Linked DNA regions of Sus scrofa: region 2 is linked to region 1. Evidence: chromatin contacts called from public Hi-C data. All regions are on one chromosome and are shown on one strand. The core of a region is the stretch at or near the end of the contact, and the rest is flanking DNA. Distances in the headings are between cores, read along the strand shown. Region 1 has its middle 240 kb from the start of PLOD2. Region 2 has its middle 180 kb from the start of PLOD2.

Region 1 (3,562 bases), core at 575-3,074:
GGTCAAAACTCAAATATGAAGGTTCATCTAATATTCCAAACCCCAGACAGCTATCATGAATGTAACATGAGAGTCAAAATGGGGAGAATGCCTGAGCCAAGCCTATGCTGACTACTTGAGTCTAATAATTAAGAAAATATTTTAAAATTTCTTCTTAAGATGGATGACTGGAAAATAATTTTTCCTCAGTGTCTACCTATACCCAATTTCTTAAGCAATTGAAAGCATTTGAACCCACAAAGGCCAGCATGGCATAGTGGTGAATATATTCAGTCTGCAGTCAGACTCTGGATTCAATCTTTGTTGTGTGTCTTAAGCAAGTTGCTTAATCTCTAAATATGTAAAATGGGACTCATAAAAGCATGTATTTCAAGGCATTATTATGTTACTTAAATAATTAATTAGTTACAATGTGCTTAGAAAAATGCCTGTGTGCATAACATAACTACACCATCCTCAGATGTCTCTTCCATAAGGAATATTTTTAGCAGGTTATTATTATTATTATTATTATTATTTATTTGCTTTTTAGGGCTGCACCTGCAGCATATGGAAGTTCCCAAGCTAGGGGTCTAATTGGAGCTATAGCTGCTGGCTTACACCACAGCTCATGGCAACACTGGATCCTTAACCCACTGAACAAGGCCAGAAATCGAACCTGAAACCTCATGGATACTAGTTGGATTCGTTTCCATTGCACCATGATGGCAACTCCGAACTGATTATTTTTAAGAAGCAACAGAGATGGGAGACACAGGAGAAACTCTGAAAACAGAGTAGAAGTTACCCCTTTGCAAGGTAAGTTTACATTTATGAAGGAAATCTCCATTCATTTCTTCCTCTTTGTACCAGTAAGAAAAAGATACCTCAAATCATAAGAAACTCTTACCTATGGAGAAGGCAGGACTTAACATCTGCACAACAATCTTAACCTTGGTGTTTTTCATAACTTCCTTTCGCTGGCTGCCCTCAACATCATTCTTTTGTCTTTTACTGAAAGTAATATTTAAGGTGATTGCTCGGGTTATTTCAGGGAGTTTTACTCATTTTTACTGCTTGTCGCCCAAGTAAACATGAGATATTCATGCTTTTAAACTTCTGTTTGTTTTCCTATTGTTAATCTACCTTTTATTACAGAGGGATCTCAGCCAAGAACATAAAAGAGTACAGGGAAAATTATTTTTCTTCCCCCATGCCTAGTACATAATAAGTACTAAATAAGTTTTGTTAAATAAAGAAAAAAAAAGAAATATTGGAGTCCCTGCTGTGTTGCAGTGGGTTAAGAATCCAGCATTGCCACAGCTGTGGCAAAGGTTGCAGCTGCAGTTTGAATTTGATTCCTGGCCCAGGAACTTCCATGTGCCAGGGGCACAGCAAAAAAAGGAAAAGAAAAGAAACCAAAGGAAAAGAAAAAAAGAAAGAAAGAAAAGGAAAGGAAAAGAAATAAAAGAGAAAATAAAAGGAAAGAGGAGTTCCTGTTGTGGCTCAGTGGAAATGAATCTGACTAGTATCCATGAGGACACAGGTTCTATCCGTGGCCTCACTCAGTGGGTTAAGGATCCGGTGTTACCATGAGCTATGGTGTAGGTCGCAGACGCAGCTCAGATCTGGTGTTGCTGTGGCTATATGTAGGCCAGAAGCTACAGCTCCGATTTGACCCCTAGCCAGGGAATCTCTATATGCTATGAGTGTGGCACTTAAAAAAAAAAAAAAAAAGATAAAAGAAAGAAAGAAATCTTAAAAGAAGGTCAAGGTTTGGTTCTGGATTTTGTTCCACTGAAGTGTGGACTCAAGTGTAAACATCTATTACTGATGTCATCTGTTGCCAAATATGGAAAGATTGGCGTGATAGTCAGTTTTATTCATTAACTTGGATAGGATGTTGTACCCAGTTTTAGGGGAGAAGAAAATAATTTTCCCTCTACTTTTCTAAGTTCTCATTTGGGAATGCTATAATAGAAGACAGGTAAACAAGAGAAAAAAAACTAACAGAAATTTATTAATATGTCTACCCATTGTGTACATGGGAGACATCCAGGGGGAAATGAGTAACTCTTAGGGATAGCTTAGAATTCAGGTTTAAGTCCCACCTTTATTTCTTTATATATTTATCTATTTATGAATTATATCTATTTATTTTGAAAAATAATTTAATGTAAAATGAATATAAAGCATTAATACAGGAATCATGATGCTGTGGCAGCACAGATAAACTGTCTCTGCTATGATAAACCTGTGGTCTTTTTTTGTTTTTTTTGGTTTGTTTTTGTTTGTTTCTTTTATTACAGTATAGTTGATTTACAAAGTTGTGTCAATTTCTTTAACTTAAAAACAAAGGATAGAAGTGTGTCAGGGGAGCTAGTAGACAAAGTATAGTAGACAAAATTAAGATTTGTTATGCATAAGTCCATGCTGTCTCCATTGTAAGAGTTTCTGATGATTTAACCTATCTATATATATCCTAATGGCTCTGATTCTCTGGTAGAACCTTGATTCATCAGTTGTCAAAAGTGCTGGGCCAGATAATAGATTTTTTTGCTGTACTTAAAATTTATGCCTAGATGAGCAGAAGAATAAACCAACTCAGAGATAATTGTGTCACTACTATTGAAAGAGGACAAGAACCTAATTTAATGGTTGTTCTTGGAGTTAACCATACATGCAAGCATTTTTTATGCAGAAACACATCACTTGACCAATTTATACCAAGGTGAAACTCACCAGCATCCAGCTAGTGAATTCATAACCACCAATCAACCACACAGAGAAAAATATTGTCACAGGGTGACAGCTGATTGAGTTTCCTATGAGCAGGGAGATGGGATAGAGGTGGGGGAAGAAAGAGGTTGATGAGAAGTTAATCACCACTGTTGAATTTCACTTCTGTAATGAGTCACCTGAATGCTACTCTTTAGGAAAAAATAATCAAACTGACATAGCTCTGTAAATATCTGAGTGACAGCAAGAGAGAACACATTTAAAATGAAGAAATAAACTGGAAAAACCAGAAGCCTATCAGTTTTACCTTCACCCCTCAAGACAGGGCCCAGCAAGTAAGGTCCTACTGGGTATTTATGCCCTTATTCTAGTTTAGAGTAGCTTAATGTCAATTTAAAGTCTAAATTACCTCTTCCAGTGGGAGTTGACCATGAATTTAAATTCTCTTGGTAAAAACTTTCCAAGAGTAAATCATTTCTAGAACATCTTAAAAAAATTGCATCACTGAAAATGAAATTATTGTGGAATGATATTGTAATCAGGAGATTATGAAAAAATGCTTTAAAGCAGAAAAGAATACAAAAAATTAATGATTAGTTCTTATGTTTGTCATTTTTAATTCCATGATTTTTTAGTCTGCTGTTTTATGATATCTAAATCATTTTATATTCAGCATTTCAACTTTAAAAATCAAATCCAGTGCTATTCAATATAAGGTAGAAAAGTTATCTGATTAAAATTGTGACCTTTCAGTTTTTTTTCTATTCCAAATTTTACTCCACTAGTTTTAAACAATATATGTGTAGAAGTAACTTCATCAATAATGCTGACATTTTCTTGACAG
Region 2 (3,562 bases), core at 380-2,879, 60 kb after region 1:
ATCACTTGGGTTTTATAAATACATTGAACGCTTGAAAGAGATGAAAAATAAGTAGGTGATCTTTTAATCTAGATATTAAACCGGTGGGGAAAAGAAGTATAAAGTTTCCAAGCTAAACGTCACCATTGAATCCCAGTTACCTTGACAATTTTTTTTCAATAATTACTGGAATGTAAATGTGAAATTTACCTTTATAGTGAAAACAAATATCTGGTGTTTTCTTCATTGGACAACCTATGCCACACATCCCATGGACAGTTTCTTTAATTGGACACAGAAAAAAAAGAAAATCAGAATAAATAGATTTGGGCAGATATGCCAGACAAAATACTTTTTATGGTCACAGCCACTTGTAATGTTTTTGAATATTTTATTCCATTTGTATGTCCCCATTTCACACTATAACTCAAAGAATTTGTTTAATCTGTTTGGCATTTCTTTCCCTTCTTTTAATTAAGATATAAATTACCAGATACTTTCTGAGGACCTGAATACTGTTAGGCAAATGACATAAAATGGGAAATGTTAACTTTATGTTCAAAACACTATGGTTTAGACCCCAATGCAATTTTACCTCCACTCACCTCAGTAGATTGAAATTTCAGGTTTCCATTTTTAGAAGCTCCTTTAGTTTACCCATCACTGCAGACAGGGCATCTGGCTGCAATAAAGGAACATTGGTAATAGTGACAAAAATGGCTTCCAACAGCTAAAACCAAGGACATAGGAGAAAAGATCTTTTTTAAGTCATTATAAAACTGTCTTAATCCTTTCTGGAACAAGGTAGGATATAAATGAAGTCATCTCTTTTTCTTTCCTTAGGGGAGGAATGCATGCAGCTCATATTCTCACAATTTGAAAAGGAAATTTCTTCATTTTATTAAGGGCTTTATCTTTCTTTGCTTACAAAAACAGTGGACAGTACAAATTTTTCTGTAGCATCCAAATTTTGAAATCTTTCCTGGTCCCTAAACTTAGTAAAATTTGCCTTGCAATCACTATAGCACAAGATAAAAATATAAGCCATTGAGATGTCAGAGAGTGTGAAATTCCCAGAGAGGTGTTAATAGCCTCCAAGAGTCTCAGAATCAATTGACCAAACCCTCCTTCCAACCCCCACCAACTTTTCCTCCAAAATTGACTATGATGGCTCCATGCAGCTGTGCAGCTGTAGCCACGACAGCACTGACTCCCTGCAAAATGGATCCAGGCTAGAATGCAGACATCTCTTTCCTCTATATTATGTAGAGAAAAATCCATCTTCCCCATCATTTTCTCAAACCAGAAGAGGTGGAGAAAGGCATGTGCCTTTGCCTGAGGAAAGACTTCTAAAGGACCTAGAAAGCAACAAGTTTGAAATGAAAACTGAAAAAAAAAAAAATCAGTATCAAGAAATATTAACAAGAAGACCGATACCCAAAACTCATCACTGTCATTTCACCTTAGTTAAACATTGCATACCCTAGGATCCAACTATCCAAAGGCGCTTATAACCATTTATTCTTTCAATAAATGTTTATTTAATGCTTAAATTGCTTCAAGCAATATTCTGTGAATAAAGCAGACAATGGCTCCTGCCAAAACAGAGCTCAGTACTTAGCTGGGAAGGTACATGTTAACACACCAGCCCCCTCCACTTTCTGAGCATCCTCCCCCATCCCCGATCATGACCTTTCTCCCTGCCAGACACCTGGGACCCATTACATACTCTCCCTTTTCTCTCATTCCAGTTCCTCTTAGTAATTGACTTTTGCAGATCCTTGCTCCTAAAGCTGCTGTCTGTACAAACAAAGTACTCTTGGGAAATACTACCATCCCTGGTGAGACTGGTGCTGCCTGAAACTAAATTTAAAGACTGAATACATAATCTAATTTTTTTAATTCCATTACATTTTTTAATTTACTTGTGTTCTTGTCAAGCCAGGGCAACTTATCATGAGTTTATTTTAACTTTCAGTATATCCCCGGCCAATAGTTTTGCATTTTTCTTATTTCCTCCTTCTCAATTTTGATTAAGGTCTCATTTACTTTCCCTGAATGCCTCCACATTCTTTCCATTTTCCTCTGATTATAGAAGTCTTCATTTCTCTGCCTTAGCAGCCAAACCAGGTAAAACAAAGAAAGGAATGATTTCCAGATGGAAAATATGATAGGTCATGTTCGGTGCTTCATGCCCAAACACATTGCTTTGGTAACTAAATATACCCCATGCCTCTTTAAATATTTAAGCTGAAGAAAACAGACCCAACTCTAAAATGAGCTTAAGCTTGAGCTTGAAAGGCCACCACCTGCCAATTTTCAATCCCATATTTCAGGAAGAATTCTACAGAAACCCATTACTATTGCTCAACCTAGTAAACATTTAGCCAAAAGTTGACCAAATAGCCTTTTGGTCATTTATTATATCAGAATGAAGGGAAAAGGCCATGGGAATTGTGTAAGACATACTTTGGAATGGGAACATTTCCCATTTTCCATTCTAAGATATCAGAGGGACAATCATTATTTTACTCAATTGAGACATATTTTAATGCATGCAACAACTGATTTTAGAGTAAGTATTAAGAATATGGCCAACAGCCAAAACTATAATTAGTTAAGGTAAAAAACAAAAAGGCCTGGAAATTCAGAGGTAGTGGAGCTGTAAGTGACAAATCAGGAAGAAGTGGAATTCTGGAGAGCAGAATGTTGCTCATGAATTCTAAGCTTTAACTTCTTACATGTTTATATGCAAGAAAACATCAAGAAGAGAAAGCTGAAGATTTATGCATATTTCATTTTAGATATCACAAATTTTATCCATTTTTATGAGGTAGGTTTCATAAAGTTTATCTTTTCATAACATTTAAAGCTCTCAACATAATATAACTTTTCCTTGACTCATACAGAGATAATAAAATTATACTTAAAAATATCTCCTCCTCACCTCACTTCAGAAAACCATGGTGGCAAAAGAAAGAAAAGGATTTTATAAAATTTGAGGGGGATTTTGTCTAAAGTCAATGTGCCAATCAACATTCTTCTAAAATATGCTAATTATTAAACTTTCTTATGCAATGACTTATGACTAACTGCCTAAATGAATGATTTCCAGGTCTTCTGTCATATTCAAATGTTAGGAAGAAACTATACACATTATTTGAGCCATGTTCAAGTGGTAATAATGACATATAGTTCCAAATTGTGGCAAATTTAAAGAAATTTTTCTAAAACCATTAGGTATGTAGAGTTAATCTGTTTCATGACCTACCATCCCTCTTCTGAGACTAGAAGCTCAGAGTCTAATTTTATAATATCAGACATGTTTGGCTTCAAATAACTCAAAATGCAACTAACTGATTTAGGCAATAAAATCACTAAATCATGACACACATCAAAGGCCTAAAAGTAGGAGTTTCCATCTCGGCTTAGGGGAAAAGAATCTGACTAGTAACCATGAGAATGCAGGTTCAATACCTGGCCTGCAGGTTCAATACCTGGCCTAACTCAGGAGGTTAAGGATCCAGTGTTGCTGTGAGCTATGGTGTAGGTCACAGATGTGGCTTGGATCTGGCATTGCTAT

Evidence for each region. A called contact is a pair of places that touch in the nucleus more often than the background predicts.
Region 2: a contact with region 1 is called in a Hi-C map of liver, with 2.9 times the contacts expected there. The contact joins two enhancer-like sites. A contact is called at or near these places in 1 of 5 promoter capture datasets (liver) and 5 of 47 Hi-C or Micro-C datasets (epiblast stem cells, liver and skeletal muscle).

Annotation. Positions count from the first base shown.
Region 1 is chr13:86,267,622-86,271,183 of Sscrofa11.1, forward strand. No RefSeq gene overlaps it. Among named protein-coding and RNA genes, the nearest start is that of PLOD2, 240 kb to the right of the region's middle. Within about 2 kb of position 1,825, at least 1 of the 83 cell types and tissues checked has an H3K27ac peak or open chromatin away from gene starts, as enhancers often do. A contact at or near this core is called in liver, where this site is marked.
Region 2 is chr13:86,327,947-86,331,508 of Sscrofa11.1, forward strand. No RefSeq gene overlaps it. Among named protein-coding and RNA genes, the nearest start is that of PLOD2, 180 kb to the right of the region's middle. Within about 2 kb of position 1,630, at least 4 of the 83 cell types and tissues checked have an H3K27ac peak or open chromatin away from gene starts, as enhancers often do. A contact at or near this core is called in liver, where this site is marked.